7 separate regions of the Mus musculus genome follow, and regions 1, 2, 3, 4, 5 and 6 are each linked to region 7. A link is a contact called in public Hi-C, HiChIP or PLAC-seq and promoter capture Hi-C data. All regions are on one chromosome and are shown on one strand. The core of a region is the stretch at or near the end of the contact, and the rest is flanking DNA. Distances in the headings are between cores, read along the strand shown.

Region 1 (2,700 bases), core at 198-2,697, 2.5 Mb after region 7:
ACTAGGTTAATTGAGTTGAGCCCCCCACCCACGCACACAAATACTAAATTCCAGCAGGACGATTCCGTGGATGGGACCCTGGATGACCGAGTAAAAAGGAGGAAGTAAGTCGGCCACTGGCCATCTCTGCTTCTTGACTAGGCATACAGTGTGACCAGCTGGCCGGAGCATCTACCACCAGGACCTCCCAGCACGGTGTGCCATTGAACTGAAACCCAAACAAGTCCTTCCTCCTTTACATTGCTTTCACCAGAGCATCCAGTCACAGAATCGGGAACAGTAACTGTGAAGCAAGCTGGGAGTGGACAATCTGGATTAAAATATCTGCTCTACTACTACTTGGGAAATATCAGGCATGTCATTTAACCTCCTGGTGAGGTGTGGGCTGTAAGAATTGGGCAATGCTTCTAAGTTGGAGCAAAAGTTAAATAAGACATAGAAATGCTTAAGGTAATAGCCAGCATACAGCAGGGGCTTAAACTGAGTGGTTCGTGCATGAGGTATTTTGGTTTGGTTTTTCTAATTTTTCTTTTCTTTTTGCTGCTGGCAAGTGATACACCTTTAAAAGTTGAAGGTTACTGGGGATGGCCTATATTCAGCCTATATTCAGGGAAATAGCAGAACTGCTGTCTGGCAAGTGGCCTCTGTACCTGGAGGTGATTTCTTCCAGGAAGCAGGAGGCTCCCTGACCTACTCTTTTCCATAAGCATGCCAGACATTTCCCCTCAAAAGAAGTACTTGCTAGACTGGTTGGCAGCTGACTTTATTTTTGTTTAATATCTATTGCCACCTTCTCGAAGCAGCCAAAAGGGACCAGAGACCCAAATGACAGAGTTCAAGTGCTATATCTCCTTTTTGGCTGATCAAGCTTTTTTTTTTTTTTTTAAATCCGGAAAATACCTCCTATAGGAGAGAGAGAGAGAGAGAGAGAGAGAGAGAGAGAGAGAGAGAGATTAGTTTTATTTCCCCAGAAACAAAAAAGCCAGGACAGTTGTCAGCAAGCTCTGGGGACTGGGTGACTCAGCTACATCCCTAACCTTGAGACCCTTGAAACCTCTTCTGGATATGAAACTGTCAATGACTGAGCAGTTAGAAAAGCTGGTTACAAAATTAGGCACCAGAATGGCAGGCAGTCTGGAGAATACTTTCAGCTTCAAGTGGAGGAAGGCTTGTCTAAACAACAAATCCGGTTCTCAGTGGGCCCATAGAGCGCAGCAGACTGATGCGTTCCTTTCAAGACGGAAAGTCGAGTCCCATTGATCTGCCTCCACCCTGCCAAACTCTCTTTACTCTCCTTCCACTCAGCTCAAACCAGCTCCAGCCTTCTACCACGCCTACCCTTTCTTTGTAGCAGTTCATTGGCTCTCTAAGTAAAGAGGGGGTGGGGTGGGGAGGCGGGGGCAGGAGGTGATTGACCAAGACAGAGAAGCACCTCCTGGCTGATTCCCCTCCTGAGTCCTCCCTGACTGAACAGCTGGAATGAGGAGTAGGGAGGGAAGCTAGGATTGGCTTAGAGTCAGTAGCAGGGTGTGTCCATGCAGCGCGGGTGAAGCTTTTACCTGTCTAGGTAAGTCAGGAGGAGGTCAAAGGAAGAAACCAGTAGGAGACACGGCCTGAGAGGCAAGCGGTCTCCATCTCTGCCCTCTGGAATAGAAGGGCATTACGTTCTTGTCTTCAGACCCCAACCCAGAGAAGGTGAGTCAATCACTAACCAACTATTGCTTATTCTGCAGCAAGGGAAAAGCTTTTAAGGGAAGGCAAAGCTATATATAGGGCTGTGCTGGGGAGTGCTGTAAGAGTGTCTGACCCTTTACACCGGACCTGGGGTTTTCAATCTCTGTTGATCAAATCTCTCCGTTAGCCTGAGATTTTCCAGAATTGGAATATTTTTATGGAGGACCGGGGGACATCTCTTCCGTTTCTTTATTTAACTTACATAATCATATTGAACAAACAGAAGCCAGACCCAGGCATGGTGGTATCCACCCATAATCATAGTACTCTGAAGATGGAGGATGGAAAGTTTGAAGCCAGGCTGCTGGGAAATACAGCAAGTTCCAGGCTAGCCTATCCTACCTGGAAAGACCTGACTCAAAAAAAAAAAAAAAAAAAAAAAAAAAACCAACAACAAAATCCACCTTTTCCTAGAATTTGGAAATTTCCATCTCTAGAGCACTAAGATGAAGTAGTGATTTTGAAAGGGATGGAGTGACTGGATAATTGGAGCACAGGGAGTCAAATGGAGGGGAGGGTCATGTGAGTGAGCCAGGTACCTTAGTTTTCCATTCCATTTGTAAAAGGAAATTCTCCATGGCTCAGTGTCTATCTTTATTTAAATAAGGGGTGCAGTGTGTGTGTTAGTTGATAATGGCGCACTCTGTGCAGATATGTAAAGTCTGAACCGAGCTAGATTATTTGCAAGGAGAATTGAGGCTTGGAAATATGGAGGAAACTCCAACTCCAGCTAGCATTTTATCTTTGGAAAACCCACAAATATTCTAACTCCGATCAAATTTACTCAGGGTCTACTAGCTAGTTAAATCTCTGATTTTACCTGTTGATCGATGTAGACCAAAAAAAAAAAAAAAGTTACTTGGCCATGCTGGGCCTCACCCACATTTTATTTCATCTCAACATACCAAACCTAGCCAGACTTCCAACTGGGGCTCAGGTCAGAGTGATGCGGCAGAGTCCATAGGA
Region 2 (2,700 bases), core at 56-2,555, 2.7 Mb before region 7:
AGTTTTTTAGAATCCGACCAGATCACAAAATGTCCATCTTAATTTTAGTCATAAGACTTTGTAGACAAAGTTAAAAGAGAAGGATGAAACACAGTGACTACATGAGAAAAAAATATTTCCTTGCCTCATTTGATAAAAATGCTAACAATGCAATTGTGGCTACAGAAGCCTTAAGTCTCGTGTTAATCTAAATATAAATCAGGATCCTGGCCAATTTTTCAATTTTATGGGAGCTTCAATACCCATAAAACAAAAACCCATGGTTAGCATCTGTGGAGGTCTTATGTGTCACAGGCTGAACTGATTTGTTTGAGAATGTATGTATACTGGGTGTAAACATACAGCCGAGGCACTCACATGGTTTTATGGCTTTGTTTTTGTTTTTTTCTTCCCATAAAAAAAGTGAGGGCCAGGGAGATGAATAACCTGGTCTACAACTTCTAACTGCAAGAATGAAGCTCTAGTTTACGGACAAAAACGATCTAGGAATCCAACGGGGCGCCAAGCTACACTGCCTGATTTTAGAAAGGGCTACTGGAAAATGCTTGCTTAAACACTGGAAGAAATGGTGCAGTCAGCTTTCGCTTCAGGGCGGGGCAGTGGGGAAGTCTGGCAGCCTTGCCAGGGCTGGGTTCTCCCTCTTCTAGACATCCCCGCCCTCTCCGCTCTGTTCTCTTCCCTTCTCTGTTCCTTCGCGCCACTGTCACGACTCCAAGCCACAAGCCTGTTCAAGGCTGGCGTCCACACTACGGCAACAAGAACCAGGAAACGTGCCCTCCCCCGGTCCGAAGTCGCGTCCGGCGTGACGTAACCTGCGCGCCCGCAGTCTTTGGGCTAGGGGGCGGGGCCGCTGAAGCTGACTGGACAGGGGCGGGGACTGCCGGGCTGTCTGGGGGGCGGGGCTCTGGGCAGACCACCCAGGCCTAGGGTATGGATTGTCAACTGGGGGAGGAGGCAGAATGGACGCCGGGTGGACGAACTGAGAGCTGAGCTTGACCGGTTGACTCACTGAGTGATGGGGAGGATGTCACCTAGTTGGTGGACAAGCTGGGGGCCTAGAGTCTCCAGGATGGGGTCCAGGGTACCCGGAGCGGTTCCTGTCTACCGGGATGCGCTGCCAGGTTCGCTACCCAGGGGCGGAGCTTGACTGGGATCTCGCCTAGCTAATTGCTCAAAGGGCAGCTCTAGGTGGTCAATAGGTCGGGGGTGGAGTCTGACTGGCTGACGGGCAGGAGGCGGGGCCTGCCGGTTGGCCAGCCGTGGGATGGGCTTGTTTGGCCAGCAGTGGGCGTGGCCTGGCTGGCTGACCGGCCGGGGGCGGGGCCTGGGCCGCGGCCGCAATCCGGGCCTCCAGGACTCTCGCTGCCAGCGCCGTCCGGTGGCCTGGGTCACTCCCCTCCGTCGGGGCCGAGTGCTGTGACAGCCGCGGCCTTGAGCCGAGGGGCAGCGCAGCTTCTTAAGTTGGGCTTGCTGTGGGGCACGATGCTGGGGTCTGTGCGTGCGGTGTGAGGCGGCGGCTCTGGGCGGCGGGCCGAGCCGGGGCCGCTCATGGTGCCGCCACGACTCCATCGAGGGGCAGGAAGGCCAGGTAGGCGGTGGGCCGGCGTCCGCGGCCAGGGAGGACGGGTCAGAGTTCTCACGCCCCTCACGAGGCAAGAGGCTGGGTTTTCCTCATGTCTTTCCCTCGCCAAGGGGCGGCTTCCCTGTGCCAGCTGTTTTCTGTCGTGACTGGGCGGGTGGGGAGCGAGGATGATCCTGGTTCTCACGTGAGGGGAGTGGACCCTCGCACATCACTTCCTGTCAGCGAGCTGAATCCCCTGGAGATGGGGGGGTAAGGACACGCGTGTCTAGACTGCCAGGGGCGGATGTCCTGAAGGGAGAATCTAGAGAGTTCTGTTTATGAGACTTCGAGGATCCGTTTACAGCACTCTTCAATGTGCCATATGTGGAATCTTCTTCTCTCTCTCTCGTTTTTTTTACCCGCCTGGTACCCAGGACCTCTTTGAGTATAACCTTTTATTTTTGGGGGGCTGGGAGGTGTCAGGTCGGGGACAGGTCTTAGGTATCCGAGACTGGTCTCAAAAATCACTTTGTAGCCAAGGGTAACCTTGAACTTCTGTCTTCTGCCTTACAGGCATGCACCAGCACACCAGGCTTATGGCCTGGTTCCGCACTCTACTAGCTGAGCGACACCGCTAGCATGGGATTTCTTGTTTGTATTTGTTTTGCTGTTGTTATTATTTTGTGACACAGTCTCATATGGCCCATGCTGGCCTTGAACTCAGTATGTATTCTGACTGACTTTGATCTTCTGATTCTCTGGTTTCCCCTCCCCCCACACCCCACACTTTCCAAGTGCTAGGATTATAGACACGTGCCACTGTGCCCAGTTTGGGAAGTGTTTGGGATGCAACCCAAGAACTCATGCATGCTAGGCAAGCATTGCACTACTAAGCTACATGTCCCCAGGGTGGCTTCTGTTGCATACATTTTGATAGTCCTTGAAGGTGAAGAGTGGAAAAGATGTGATTTTACACTTGAACTTTCCCTAAGCGTTATTTCTGTGGTGCTGTTTTAGGTGGGCTGAGTTCTTTACCTCCATTTGGACTGGGCTCTGCCCGCTTTGCAGGCATTGCATTTGAGGATCTCAGAGAAGCCCTTGCAACAAGGTAAATTCTCATGTTATCAGTAAAAAGCAGA
Region 3 (2,700 bases), core at 26-2,525, 2.4 Mb after region 7:
TCTGAATGTCCCCTCTCTGGGGACTTAAATGTTACTAGAAGACATTGTGCAAGCTTCCAAAAAAAGGGGAAAGGCAACCAATAGTCCTACCCAGCTCTGATGCCCATGAATGCATCAATGACCAACATGATACAGTAACCCTAAGGGTGTAATAGTGGGACATATTGTTTGAAAGTAACCAGAAACTCTCTAATTGTATTTAAGGCCCATTCAACCATGTCTGTTGCTATAAACCTAGCTAACTAACTACTCAATGCTAGTGAAGTTCCAGTTATTAGAGAATCTACAACTACTAATTTACTAAGCCAGCATAATCTCTAACAACATTCTATAAATATTTATCGTCATACTCACATAGTCTTGAACCCCTCATCAGAAAACACACACACACAAAACAAAAAACAACAACAGAAAAACCCCAACTTCTCTTTGTAACAGAGGCCACCGCAGAAAACTACAACCAATCAAAATGCAGAGTTATGGGTCCCAGTTCTGATGTCTACATCTAAGAAACACTCCTGCACCTGAGAAGAAACTACAGAGGAGGTGGCAGAACGATTGTAGGATCCAAGGGTCCAAGGAATTTACTGTGAAATTGTGTCACCTAGCAACATCAGAAACTGTATCAGAAAAGTCTCACCAACATGACCTCCCAAACATGACCCAAACAAGAACACTGATGAACATACAAAACTAGACAGTGGAATCCCACGAGGCTTTGATTCTACACAAAGAACTATAGGCAACTGAGGAAAGCTGGTAGTAAGAGCTGTGGTATTTCCCATGGAAGATCCACAGCAATTGGTTTCCTAGCGCCAAATTATCAGCCCTGAAAACATACATAAAAGTAACATTATATGGACTGAACAGGTTGTATTTAGGAATAGATGCATGTGATAACAATTAATTTAAAAAAGGAGACTATATTTGAAAGAGAACAAGAAGGGCTGTATGGGAAGATTTGGAGAGAGGAAAAGGAATGGGAAAATGTAATTAAATTGTAATCTCAAAAATAATAAATAGAACACAGAGGAGCACACACTAAAGAACCTGATGACCAGCTTTACCCACAATGCCCCACCCAAGTGCTCAGTAGCCCACTGACCTGCAATAGCAGAGAAAGACTCTGTGGTGGTACTTGGATCTCTACTGTACTAGTTTCTCCCAAGATGAGAGTTGATCATATTATCCTAAAGCTGGCCAGTACTTGCTCCATCAAAAAAGCTTCTGAAGTCTACCCACGCAAGTGATCCTTGCATTCCACCCACACAAGTTTCTGGTTAAGCAGTTGAGTATGACGGACAGGGAGACAGTCTCCTCTGTCCCGGTGAATGATTAACAGACTAGAGCAGCAGTGTTTATTTAATCTCCTTCTCTCCCAGCCCTCATTCTTCATCATGTGTTGGAATTATTTATTTTCTTCTCTGCCAACCATTTCCCCTAAGTTAGAAGGGGACTTGGAATTTGATGCCAGAATTTTCTGTCTTTTCATAATCATAAGAGTTATGCATCACAAAATCCAACCAGCCTAGGAACCTTGAGTTGGAGTTCAGACCCACTCTGACTAAAATGATTCTCTTCCCAGGACTGCAGACCCACTCAGGGACGTTGGATCTGAGGATCTTACTCTTCACTGGTCTCCAGGCATCACCAGGAGCTACAATAGACACAGTATGTGTGTTGTTTATTGAGTTCCTGCTGTGTGCTGACCTGACTGGAACATACTCAGAGCTCCACAGATATTAGCAACTACCACTACCAGGCACCAAAGGATCTCCAGAAGTCAGTCTGACACTCGTCAATATTCAGAAAAATGTAATGAAGAGGCTAATTTATGTGTTTGCGATCACATAAATATACAGATAAAGTCAAGTCCTGAAATGGACCCTTAGTCTGTTAATAATAAGTTTAAAGATTTGTGTGCCCCAAGGATTGCTCTTGGAAAGCACTTCTGGACCAGTGAGATGGCTCTGTGGGTAAATGTGCATGTCATGAAGCCTAAAGACCTGAGTTTTATCCCCAGATTGAACCAATTCGTATATGTTGTCCTCTGACTACCACAAGCATGCCATGCCCCAAATGCCCCTCATATAAATAAATAATTGTAACTCTAAGTAGTAAAAATTAGTTCTTACCAGATGTAGTGTATAATCTTGTAACTGTAGCACTTGGGAGGCTGAGGCAGGAGGATTATGATTTCAAGATTAACCTGGGCTACATAGTAAGATCCTATCTCAGAAACCAAAGGCTGGAAATGCTGTTGGGTGGTAGAGCACTTGTCTGATATGTCCAAAATCCTTGGGTTGGATCAACATAGGGAAAAAAAATTTTTTTGACATCATAATTTATGCTCTGTAATAAACACTAATGGCCTCACAAATTGAGCTCCTCCGTGAAGTTTGACCAAGTTATAAGATTTGGGGTGCACCTTCACTGATAAGCAGAAATTACTGAGAGGAAAATGAGGAGGATATTAGAGGTAAAGAAAGCACAGCCACGTCACAAAGGTAAGAGACTGATTTAATGTGATAAGAGTCCATGTAAAAGCGATCCTATGAAGTCCCGGAAGCTGATTTGGAGGAAATACCGCCCTCAGTTCACTCTTCCAAATATCGTTTATCAGTATCTTCAAGTCCTTTTCCTGCTTTCTACTACGGTAAGCGCAGAGTTCTCTCTCCCAGGGGACTAACTTATCTAAAT
Region 4 (2,700 bases), core at 167-2,666, 2.2 Mb after region 7:
CCCTGGTCAGTACACATACCGTCTAGTATAATGTTCAGATGATATGCCAGAACAACCTAAAACTATATCTTAAAGATAACATAGGGCTATATGTACAACAGATTTTTTTTTTTTGAAGTAAGACCTCAAAATGTCTCCCAAGACTTGTATCCATTACTTAACAAAATAGAGTTGAACAAGACAGATCACCAGGGTGTGTGTCTCAGGGTAATTGCCAAATATATTCACATATAATTTACTCCCTAAACAGTACCTATCATTTTTTTTCTCTACTAGCCTGTACAATAGAAAGAAAAACTCTTAATGAAGAAGCAGGACTTGCCATAGGAAGTACCGCCTTCAATTAGCTCGAGTGTAAACTGCCAACATGTATACCCTGGGGTTTAATAATGCTAGAAAACTATCAATTACCAGTCACTCCAAAGAGGCATAAAAATAACCTCAACGAGATCCACATTCCCAAAACTTTTCAGAAAGAGAAATGAAGAACTTACTCTCACAGAATGTTTCGTGGCTCGACCATTGGCCATTTTCAAGACAGACAACTATGTTTGACTTGTCTGGAACTTGTTTAAAGCCGTTATTACACGAGTATGCCACTTTGCTTTGCTCAGCAAACTTGGAGTGTCTGCCCAAGATTGGCCTGGCATTAGGAATGTCTGGAGGTGGGCCGCAGTCTCCTAGGAAGAAAAGAGCAGGTGTAAAACTGAAGTTGGCAAGGAGCTTTCTTTCCCCAGACCTGGAACAAGAGAAGCAGCAATGGCTCTTACCTTCCTGCCAGGGCTGAACTTGCCCCTCAGGAACTTGGAATGCTTGGACTCTCGTGAACACAAGACAAAAACTAAGTAGGGAGTAAATTCCCACCCGCCTTGAGTCGTTCAGAATCTACTTAATATCCACAGGAACACTGCAGCGAGCAAGGCGCGAGATAAGACACCCGGTAGCTGCTCGCGACCAGTCTCTCACCGGCGCAGGTGGCCAGCCATCTAGCTTCCACCTTAAGAATAAAAGAGCCAGGAGCAGGGTTGGAGATTCGCACTCAACCCTCCCTTTTGGTGTTGCCACGGTCTCTGATCGCGGAGGGGATCCAGTCACAGCCCAGATAGCCCAGCATTCCACCCCCATCCCTCCCGCTGGCCGCCGGCACCCAGCAGCGGAGCCCCCAGTTACTGGGACACAATGTCTGCTGAGCATGCGCCCCCTGGCGGGCAGCCAGCCGGTCGTCGCGCATTGGCCACTCACCGCGTACAGTTGGGGACAGCAGCAACAGAGACAGCGACAGCAACGGCAGCAGCGGAGGCGGCGGTGATGGCCGAGTCCTAGGCGCCCGCCCACGGATCATAGCCCCAGGTAGAAGAGACCTTGCCCGGCTGCGGCTGGAGCTGTTTTGAGCCGCAGTTAATTGAGCAGCTGTGGCGGGGCGGGGCAGGGCCCTCGTCACCCTGGGTGGGGCAGCCTGCGTGCAAGAGGGCGTTCCCTCATTAATGAGGGCGGGTGCCTGGCCTCTAGCTTCACCCAGGGGACCTAGTTGTCCGGCGGGAGTGGGGTCTGGGGTCTGGGGGAGTACCTTCTAAAGGAGGGCGCTTCACTCCCCCAGTACTCTGTGTCAGCACTCTGCTCCAGCAGAAAGCTACCCACACTCCCAACTCTGGTGTGCTGAGTGCTTGCAAAGGGAAGGGTAGGCGCGGTGGAATTCCTGAGCCAGAGGGAGCTGAGAAATAGGGAAACACCCAGGACCCCTGTGGCTTCAGCTGGAAGATGTCAGATGGGAGGGTGGGAGCTGCTGACCAAGAGTGTGTCTCCTAGGTCTCACCATGGTGTCAAAACAGAAAATAGGATAGGATCCAAGAAAACAGGGAGGGATCAGCCTGCCAGAACCGGTCACAAACAATATGCAGAGATCTAGGGAGCTTGGCTGAGGTTTTTCAGACCCTATCTGGGTGAGGAGTCACCTTCTTAGCCCTGGTTATAGATATGGACCAAGGATACCACCTGAATTCGACTTTGGGATTATTTCAGTCCTGCTATGAAATAGAATTCAGGAATAAATAGTAGAGCTTAAGAAAAAGATTTATTTCGTGGTGTGAAGAACAGTGACAAACAAAGCGATCCACACATTGGAATCACACCAGAGCATTAAATTAATTAATTGAAAAAGAAAAGGAAAGAAAAGAATGCAGAAGGTGAAGCTGTGCATGGAATAAACTGAACCTCTCTTGAGGACAGCACTAGGAATTAGGATTATTTGGTATTGGCTGGTCACTGTGCAACCCGGTTTATGAAGCCCCACATGCGTGTGATATCCAGAGTAAAGAGCCATGTACCACACCATGTGTCTCCTGCAAATCCCCACCGGGAGGGTCGAGGTGGGAGGAAGCAGAGGTAAGTTGCCACAGGCCCTCATGTAAAAAGCCCCAAAGTGCTCCCCTTTGTGTGTCTGGGTCTGGTTAGCAGTGTCCCACTATGAATTCCCTTTTTATATAGGTGTTTTACCCAACTGGTGAAATCCCTCACCAGAAACTCAGCCTTCAATGGTAGACCAGTTGTGGGAGTGTTTGTCATATACTGATAACCATTCCTAAAGTTTTCTTGTGGTTCCTTATTGGTTAGTGTGAGCTTTTGAAGAGCAAACTGGTTTTTAACAAGTGTTTTCTTCTGATTCTTGCTTACTTAGTTACCCAAGCACCGTGTTTTCCTGTT
Region 5 (2,700 bases), core at 139-2,638, 2.9 Mb after region 7:
CAAAGCTACATAATAAAGAGACCCTGTCTCTAACTAACAAATAATAAGTAATCGAATGCTGTTCAAAAAATGAGGGACTACCAATTAACTTGAACTGAATAAGAAACCTAAAAGCAGAAAGAAATAAACATAACATAGAGGTTTGTTTTAGAATGCAAGTCTAACACCTCTATTCTAGTTTCAGCCCCTGGCTGTGCTACCTTCCCCCTCTGAACAGCCTCACAGGTAAATGGGAAGAAAAGGACGTCTACACTCTCAGACTACAAGAAGAGAAGACTAGCAGAACAGCTGTCTTCTCTTCATTATTTTATGCACCCATTTACAGCTAAGCTAACTAGTGAAAAAAGGCAGCCAACAGGAACCCACCCGATGCTTTGCTTTAAGTTACACGATGTACCAAATCTCTCTTCTGTTCCCACTTCATTTCCTGGCATATGGAGATATTTAAAATGCTAAAGGACTACAGAATGGTTCTGTCTTTACACTGTGGGTCCTCCACAGTGAAGGCACACAAACAATGGGCAGGATTTACTAAAGCCACAAGATGGCCTTGAATAATGCATTTTATCTGCTCCCAAGACTACGGATTTGCGGGTCACTCTGGTCACCGGTTCATGTTACCATCTCAGATTATATACTACTAACACAACCATGACTAGGTAACATTTTTCATTGTCTTTAAAAAAAATATCTTTTCAGTCACTTTTGAGATCTGTCTTATTAAAAAAAAATACTTATAGAGTTTAACACAAGTGTTAAAGGAATAAAGGAGGGCTTTAAAAACATCCCACAAGAAATTAAAATATCTTCTAAAAAATATATTGAGGTTCAGACAATGTTTTGATAACAGGCAATTTTCTAGACAGGTCCGGCCTCTGCCATACTGCACGATGAAACACACCAGCACCGCATCTGCAGAGTAACAGCCAGACGCGAACGAGCGGATTGGGTTCCTTTAGCCAGGGCCCGATGCGGAGGGGGAAAGGGACCCCCCCCCAAAAGCGGCACATGGGGAACAAGGTCCCGGGTCTCTGCTGCTCCACCCCAGGGCCAGGGCGGGCTGGGCAGACTCTCGGAGCAACAGGGCGCAGGTCTTGCGCGCAGGTCCCAGACCCAGCTCTCCGGAGGCCGCGCCGTCCCGCCCGCCCTCCCCCGCCCTTCCCGCTCACCGCGCTGATGGACAGGCAGCCCAGACCCGCAAGGAGTCCTCCCGCTCCTACCCGGGCGCCGTTACCTCCGCTGCTGCGGCGGGAGCCCGGCCCCCGGCAGCGCCGCGTCCTTCCTCCCGCGATCGCGGGCTGCGCCTCCCATCGCGAGCTCGCCCCGCGGACACAGAGGCGGCGGTTGGCCCGGTGGGTCGCCTCCAGCACCGCACCTGCTGGCTTCGCTACAAGACGAGGCTGGGCACTGGGCTCGCGCGGTCCGCAGGGAGACCACGCGGGAGCGGCCGCGTCGCTTAGCAACCGCGCACGCCCTGCCGCGCCTGCGCAACGCCGCCTTGGAGGGAGCGGGGAGGAGGCGGAGCGAGGGGCGTGCTGTTCCTGGGTGGTGTGCTCGCAGTTCTTTTTGCAAAAGAGGAAACTGGCTTGGAACCTACGCTTCTTCGTATTCACCTAGCCGTGAAACCAAACATGGGAGTATCAGCAGCACAGCCTGCCTGCTCAGCAGACCGCTTGGAGAGCTCTGCGCATCTTTAATATGTGAAAGCGTACCTCACTCTTTCTGAGAAGTACCGTCCATGTTAAGTCTATTTCGACAGTTAAAATGGAAGTGAAAAGAAAGGCTGTTAAGCCACAGAAGTGGCGGTTGTGTTGAGCTTGGTGCCCATCAGATTTCCTAAGGCTGCAAAACTCCTCTGCAAGAGCGGATTTGATTCCCAACACGGTCGTGGCAGTTCACAACCATCCATAACTCTAGTCCCGGGGTGTTTAATGCCCTCTTCTGACATCTGAGAGTAGCAGGCACGTATGTGGTGCACAGGCATAAACTCATACACATAGGATGAGCCCATTGGATCTATGAGAACAAAACAAAACAAAAACCAAAGGTTCTTCCACGCATCGGTGGCGCACGCCACCTGGTGCACACTGGAAATTATTTCATAGAGCATAATTCCACGAATCTTCAAATGTCCAACCGAGGCTCCTTTTGGGGTTCGTAAAAGTCACAGTCCCTGTTCTCAGAAGATCCACACTCTATTTGCAGCTAAGAATCTGTCCATTTGGGACACTTTATTTTCATCTGTTCAGTGTTGACTTAGCCTGTGATATAAGTAAAAATGTTTTCTTCAATGATGATCTTTTAGAAGTTTTCTGTCTCTCTTTCATCCACAACCAGTGCAATCTTACTTTCCTAGGGTTTTTGTTTTTAAATTGGGCTCTTTGACTCTTGTTTGTAGACAGAGTTCCATGGCAACAAAGGCACCTCCCCCGCTCCAAGATTACAAAATTCTACTAACTGATCCTGCTCTCAGGACTTCTAAGAGGTGAACACCCCAGACTACTACCGGAAGGGTTGGTTGGGACTTGCCTGGACATGTTTAATTACCTCATTTCGAATCACTGCAAGTCTTCCCTTCTGTCTTTAAGGCGCATCTTCTAGAGCCAAGCTAAAGCCTTCCTGTTCTACTTGCCTCCAGCGGGTTAGGGGAGTAGATACAGAGGCTGCCTTTGTCTTTAGTAGGTTATTTCCCTAGTAAGG
Region 6 (2,700 bases), core at 4-2,503, 2.8 Mb before region 7:
TAGGTTCCAGGGTGCGTCCCTTCTCTCCCCTCTGTCTCCCTCCGTGGACACACAAGAACATTTTTTTTTCTAGTTCAGACATATTGATACCTACCACTCATAATGTACTCTTTATGCAACCTGCTTAATTTTGAAAGTTCTAATAAGACGTGGTAACGTTCGAGACGAAAAACTACCTTATAAGGCTATAAAAGACGGAAAGCAGGAAGCGGCTTTGACAAAACTAAGGAAGTTGCAGCGCGCTTGCTCACCAAGGGACTTTTTTGAGGCAAGAGCTATAACCCCCGTGAGATCCTCCTCGCTGGAACTGACTTGGTTCAATGGGTAGTGGGAGATGGCTACGAATGGGTGTGGGCGGAAACCAGGCGGCGCGTGGGTCCGCTGCAAAAGCCCCCCATGCTAGCTTCCCATTTTCACAGCCTGGTTCGTCGCTCTCCCCACCCACACGCCCTAAGAGATCGAGAGTTGTCACCGCGATCTTGCAAAATCTGCAAGGAGCGCTTCTCTCTCTCTCTCTCTCTCTCTCTCTCTCTCTCTCTCTCTCTCTCTCTCTCTCTCTCTCTCTTTTCCTTGCTCCTAGGTCTGGAGGTCCTCGGTGGGTGCCCTGCTTCACAGGCAGCAAAGGGGAGAGAAGGGAAAGGACAGCCAGGTGGGCCAGACGGCCTCCTCGGAAAGGAAGGGCCTGGAAAAGATCTCTGTCCCGGGAGGCTCCCGGCACCACCCCTCGCCAGTCTGGCCGGCTCCCCCCATTCATCTCCCTCCTCCGCCCGTCCCCGGCCTCAGTCTCCCCCACCCCGAAGACCCGCCGTACCCCGTGCCACAGTCCACCACACAGGCCGGCAGCCGTCCCGCCATCTTCCTCCTCGCCCGCCGCTGCCGTCCGTTCCGTGCTGCTGAGAGGCCGGGGAGCTAGAGATGGGAGCTGGCTGACCATGCACCGGCCCGGGCCGCCCTCGGTCGGGAGGGAGGGAGGAAGGGAGGGAGCTGTGGGAAGCCCGAGCAGGAGCGAGTGAGCAGTCGGCTAGTACTTCCGCAAGCCCAGCAGGCTGGCCGGCCGGCAGGCTGGCTGTCCCCGCCCTACCCTGCCGCGGCCTCCTCCTCTACCCCTCCGCTCTCCGCCCTCCTCCTCCTCCTCCTCGCTCCCGCCCCCACCCTACAACTTCTTCCCCCTCGCACTGCCTTTCCGCGGGGAGCCAAGATGGCCGCCGCTGCCGACGCCCCGGCCAGGCCAGGCCCCAGGCCGCGATCGCTCCCACTTCCGGTTCCGGGTGGGAGGAGCGAGCACGCGCGCGCGTGCGTGCGATGTACTGTGCGGCCGCCCGGCCCCGGCTCCCTTCCGGATAGCCAGAAAGTCCACTTTGGGTTTTCAAATAGCTGGAAGCCCAGAAGCCAAGCTGAGCTTGAAGGGGGTCCAGAAGCGGCTACGCATGCGCAGTGGCGCGCAGCTGTGGGTCGCGGCTCCGCTTCCGACTTGCGAAGATTCCAGTTCGCATTTTCTGGCCGGTGGCAGCCCAGAAGTCAGGCAGTTATTTAGTTAGGAAGCTGGCTTTTGGTGGTGGTGGGTGTTGAGTGTGTTTCTTCTCTGCTAACTTGAGCCATGGGCAGGAGGCTTTCTACTGTGGGGTGAAGGGCTAATTGGAAACGTGGTCAGCGGCATGTCCCCATAATCGCTGTAGGTGAGCAGTCAGAAAAGGGATGTGTCCTGAGATTTATGTCAGTTATACTATTGCATTGTAGTTTGCAAGCTCCCCAAAATGGTGGGCCTTTGCTTTTAAGACAGGCAAGGATCCAAGACGTTAGGTTGAACAATAACAAACCCACCTTCTTCAGGGTTTGGGGATTCCTGTGTGTCTTCCAAGAAAGGCAAGTGTTGGATCAGTGACATGGCTTAGCAGGTAAAGATGCTTGCACTCACTAACCTGAGTTTGAGCCCTTGGAGATCCACATGCTGGAAGGAATGAAAAGACCCCCACAAGTTGTTCTTTGATTTTGCGCACATCCTCCCCCTCATAAGAAAATATAAAACAAAAATTAAAAAATCAAGTTTCCCAGAGGTTATGCTCTACATAGCCTGTACAAATGGCCTTTATTTGGGTTTTGGGGTGATGATAAACTTCTTTCAAGAGTAGTGAGATTATCTCCGGCCTTTAAGAAAGGCCAGTGTCCCAGAGGTTGTGTTCTACAAAATAGACTCTGTGCAGGTGGCCTCTATTCCGGTTGAAGTGACAATGAATTTCCTTCTGTGGAGTGCTGTTAACGTGATACCAACTTTTTCTAGTTGGAAAAAAAAAGAAAAAGAAAAAGAAAGAAAGATGAGAAAAAGATATGTATTTTTTTACATCACAGACTTAAAAAGTAATACTTTTAAAACTTGAATACATCAGAGTAACATAGAAAGCTTAAAGTATGTTGCTGGGTCATCTCCCAGGGGATTAGGCAAAATCAATGTGCAGTAGAACCTGAGAATTTACTTTCTCATCAGCAGGAACCTGGAAAGTTAATAGCTTTCCTTCCCAACAGGCTTGTCTTTTATTTATTCTTTAGCAATCCCATACATGTAAATGCTATATCTTGATTGAATTTACCCAGAACCTTCTCTCTGGCTCCCCTGGATATCCCAATGTATTCCTCCTCCTCCTCCTCCTCCTCCTCCTCCTCCTCCTCCTCCTCCTCCTCCTCCTCCTTTTCTCCTCTTCCTCT
Region 7 (2,700 bases), core at 131-2,630:
TTAGTCACTTGTATCTGCCTTCGAAGCAGAAAAGGGATATCAAAGTAGTTAAATATATATATATATTTGAAGGAAGATAGGAGAAATTGGCCAATTTAAGCCAGATTAGATTATATTAAAGGCAGGTTTTTGGGAAACCGCTCTCGGTCGGCGAGTTCACTGGCCCCAAGGATCAAGGCCAAGGAAGTTGCCACCAGGGAGAGGGGAGCAGCTAGTGGAGGAAGATATATAGTAAGAGAGAAGGGGGGGGAGTGGGAATGGGCAAGGAGAGAGAGAGAGAGAGAGAGAGAGAGAGAGAGAGAGAGATCTGGACTGGGAAGTTCAAAGTTGGAGGCAGGGTATGGACTGAGGGATGCTGGGAGAACCTGGAGGCCAGGTCTGCTTTGGTGTGGAAAATATGCACCTCAGTCCCTTGTCCCCAAGTCCGAAACCAAACACTAGAAACTTGTGCAAATGTTTTTTCTTCCATTTTGATTTCGTATGCATCCATAAACCTTACATAGTTATTAATTTATTTTCTTACTGGCCTATACACAAGTTGATTCTACTCCATTTAGACTTTCTTTACTCTATCACTCAAGGAAACAACAGAAATATTTTCTTTACATGATATTCATACAAGTTAAGTACAGCCAGCCAAGATGGTACACGCTGGATGGTACAGGTAGGAGGATTGTCTTCACAGAATTAAAAATAAATAAGTTTTTTCAATAGCATAGCATAGTGGCTGAAGGTTTTACAATGTGATCCAGTTAGTAAATGCACATTATAGCCAAAAGCCAGCATTCTGCCACTTCGCTTACCCTTCAGATAAGGGGCCTATGTGGTACTGCGGGGTGGGAGGCGGGCGAGGAGGAACACTGTTGTACCTCTAGCCGGTCTTTTTCTTTTGTTTGTTTGGGGTTTTTGGTAAGTTGGTTGGTTGGTTTTTGTTTGTTTGTTTGTTTGTTTGTTATTCAGGGTCTCTGTACAAATCCTGACAGTCCGCGGAACTCACCTTGTAGACTAAGCTGTCCATCTCATACAGGCAGGCAGGCCTCTGCTTTCGGATTGCTGGGATTAAATGCGTGGTTTGCCACGCCCCTCTGAATCCCATCTTTTTCACAGGGTCAAATTAAATAAAAACCAAAGGCTTCGGGTCAAGCCCCGTAAAGCTTGTTTATTTGTGGAGCAGATTGCTTGCAGAAGTCAGAGGGTGACAGCAACTCGATACCTAGCATTTACTCTTACAGCGTTGATGTGCTCACTATGCTCACTCTCGCCATGCTTTGAGCCCACAGTTTACCTTTCCGCAAATTAACAAGCCTCGGAAGACTACAATTCCCAGGAAGCCTCACTGCAGGCGACGTCAACGTGCCGTAGCGGTTAGTCATCCTTCCTGATACTTCCTTCCACTTCCTGGAGTCGGAACCCGAGGCTTCGCGGGGGCGCGCACTTACGGACTTACCTAGCCGACCAGGCACCGGGGCGCGCGACCCCTGACGAGGAGTGTCGTCGTCACGTGACACAGGGGCGTACTTTTCTTGCCAAGCGCGCTCCGGTGCGCGTCCCCAGGGGGTGGCTGTCGGGCGTACGGGCTGGCTGGGTCCTCAGACCGGGGCCCGGATTAGCCGGTGGTTGCCGGGGCCACGAGGCCAAAGAACCAGGAGGGCGGGGTCGGCTGTGGCACCGCGGCGACGACACACCGAGCGAGCGCCTGGGCCTGAAGGGGACGATGCTGTGGTTCCAGGGCGCCATCCCGGCGGCCATCGCGTCTGCTAAGAGGAGCGGCGCGGTCTTCGTGGTGTTCGTGGCAGGTGACTGGGGAGAGGGCCCGAGAACGGTGGCGCTTTGATCTTGTTCTGGATTCTCGTTAGCGTCGAGTGAGCTAGGCAGGAGGAGCTAAGGTGGGCCGGGCTCAGACAGCCTAAGACCCTGTCGCCCAGTCCACTCGGTCTCTTCGGGGCCGCTCGTCTCCTGTCCGGGCCAGTACAGCTTTTTTTTTTTTTTTTTTTTTTTTTTATAAGGCTCCAGGCTTGCTCCGCTGCGGGGCCGACCCAGACGCCAAGCCTCTCCAGGCCGCGGGCGGGCCCAGTGCCACTTGGTGCTTCTGGGGTCTGTTGGGGACTCCGGCGTGACCTGTCTGCATCTGTGTGGGAAGCGCGTCCAGGCCCTGTCCCCAATCACTGAACCCTGCGAGGAGTCGCGCCCTGCAGGCCTTGGCAATCGGGTTGTCGCAGGCAGACCCCCCCCCCCAAGACCCCCAGCCCTGGTGTTCCCCTTCTTGGTCCTCTGGGATCTCCTCTTCTGGCAGCTTGGACCTTTTAATTCTTGGTGTGCGGGTGTGGTTGGGACAGGCCACTAGGCAGACAACTGGGTCTAGAAAGTTGTGAGCTGTCAAGAAAGCTGTGTCATCGGTAAGCCACAAAGAAACCACCTGATGTCTTAGAATGTTCCCGAAACATAAACTTGAGCTCACAGATGGTACTCTTTTATCATAGTACTCAGAGGGAACTGAGGTGCAATAATTACTTTATTACAAGTTGACCTTTTTTTTTTTTAACTTTTAACATAGTTTTTAAAGTACATACTCAGTCCTGATTCTTCCTCTCTTCTAACCTAAAATGTAGTTTTCCAGACATGTGCCAACTCATTTACCCCATATTGCTCTAAATCAGTTGGTTCCATAGCCTCCTGTTTTATTGCTGAAGTCTTGTATAT

Evidence for each region. Promoter capture Hi-C pulls out the DNA fragments that hold promoters and counts their contacts. A called contact is a pair of places that touch in the nucleus more often than the background predicts. HiChIP or PLAC-seq counts read pairs in DNA pulled down with a chosen protein or histone mark.
Region 1: a promoter capture Hi-C map of liver shows a contact between it and region 7, with 2.8 times the contacts expected there. The contact joins the promoter of AA986860 here to the promoter of Ubxn4 in region 7. A contact is called at or near these places in 4 of 39 promoter capture datasets (hippocampal neurons, liver and trophoblast stem cells), 1 of 484 Hi-C or Micro-C datasets (muscle stem cells), 2 of 115 datasets of contacts at active chromatin or transcription factors (the NIH/3T3 cell line and astrocytes) and 2 of 9 other capture datasets (adipose tissue and pancreatic islet).
Region 2: a Hi-C map of muscle stem cells shows a contact between it and region 7, with 4 times the contacts expected there. The contact joins the promoter of Slc35f5 here to the promoter of Ubxn4 in region 7. A contact is called at or near these places in 2 of 39 promoter capture datasets (liver and pre-B cells), 2 of 484 Hi-C or Micro-C datasets (muscle stem cells and uterus), 2 of 115 datasets of contacts at active chromatin or transcription factors (astrocytes and stem cell-derived neural progenitor cells) and 1 of 9 other capture datasets (adipose tissue).
Region 3: a contact with region 7 is called in a promoter capture Hi-C map of liver, with 4 times the contacts expected there. The contact joins the promoter of C4bp here to the promoter of Ubxn4 in region 7. A contact is called at or near these places in 2 of 39 promoter capture datasets (both in liver).
Region 4: a contact with region 7 is called in a promoter capture Hi-C map of embryonic stem cells, with 3 times the contacts expected there. The contact joins the promoter of Cd55 here to the promoter of Ubxn4 in region 7. A contact is called at or near these places in 2 of 39 promoter capture datasets (embryonic stem cells and pre-B cells) and 2 of 115 datasets of contacts at active chromatin or transcription factors (embryonic forebrain and thymic regulatory T cells).
Region 5: a contact with region 7 is called in an H3K27ac HiChIP or PLAC-seq map of embryonic stem cells, with 8 times the contacts expected there. The contact joins the promoter of Dyrk3 here to the promoter of Ubxn4 in region 7. A contact is called at or near these places in 2 of 39 promoter capture datasets (hippocampal neurons and liver) and 3 of 115 datasets of contacts at active chromatin or transcription factors (embryonic stem cells, epiblast stem cells and extraembryonic endoderm stem cells).
Region 6: a promoter capture Hi-C map of pre-B cells shows a contact between it and region 7. The contact joins the promoter of Actr3 here to the promoter of Ubxn4 in region 7. A contact is called at or near these places in 5 of 39 promoter capture datasets (the C10 cell line, hippocampal neurons, liver and 2 more), 1 of 484 Hi-C or Micro-C datasets (uterus), 3 of 115 datasets of contacts at active chromatin or transcription factors (astrocytes, bone marrow-derived dendritic cells and thymic regulatory T cells) and 1 of 9 other capture datasets (adipose tissue).

Annotation. Positions count from the first base shown.
Region 1 is chr1:130,730,529-130,733,228 of GRCm38.p6, forward strand. It overlaps AA986860 (expressed sequence AA986860), which reads left to right and starts at 1,448. Exons shown (of 4, transcript NM_177604.3): 1 at 1,448-1,695.
Region 2 is chr1:125,559,697-125,562,396 of GRCm38.p6, forward strand. Slc35f5 (solute carrier family 35, member F5) reads left to right here and starts at 1,306. Exons shown (of 16, transcript NM_028787.5): 1 at 1,306-1,588; 2 at 2,579-2,669. The coding sequence starts at 1,549.
Region 3 is chr1:130,660,343-130,663,042 of GRCm38.p6, forward strand. C4bp (complement component 4 binding protein) reads right to left here and starts at 1,276. Exons shown (of 10, transcript NM_007576.3): 1 at 1,106-1,276.
Region 4 is chr1:130,461,328-130,464,027 of GRCm38.p6, forward strand. Cd55 (CD55 molecule, decay accelerating factor for complement) reads right to left here and starts at 1,417. Exons shown (of 10, transcript NM_010016.3): 1 at 1,243-1,417; 2 at 495-680. The coding sequence starts at 1,342.
Region 5 is chr1:131,136,846-131,139,545 of GRCm38.p6, forward strand. It overlaps Dyrk3 (dual-specificity tyrosine-(Y)-phosphorylation regulated kinase 3), which reads right to left and starts at 1,389. Exons shown (of 3, transcript NM_145508.2): 1 at 1,235-1,389. The coding sequence starts at 1,311.
Region 6 is chr1:125,434,474-125,437,173 of GRCm38.p6, forward strand. Actr3 (ARP3 actin-related protein 3) reads right to left here and starts at 1,254. Exons shown (of 12, transcript NM_023735.2): 1 at 812-1,254. The coding sequence starts at 855.
Region 7 is chr1:128,242,757-128,245,456 of GRCm38.p6, forward strand. Ubxn4 (UBX domain protein 4) reads left to right here and starts at 1,381. Exons shown (of 13, transcript NM_026390.3): 1 at 1,381-1,796. The coding sequence starts at 1,715. It overlaps Gm41949 (a long non-coding RNA gene), which reads left to right and starts at 1,803. Exons shown (of 2, transcript XR_878509.3): 1 at 1,803-1,886; 2 at 2,007-2,700.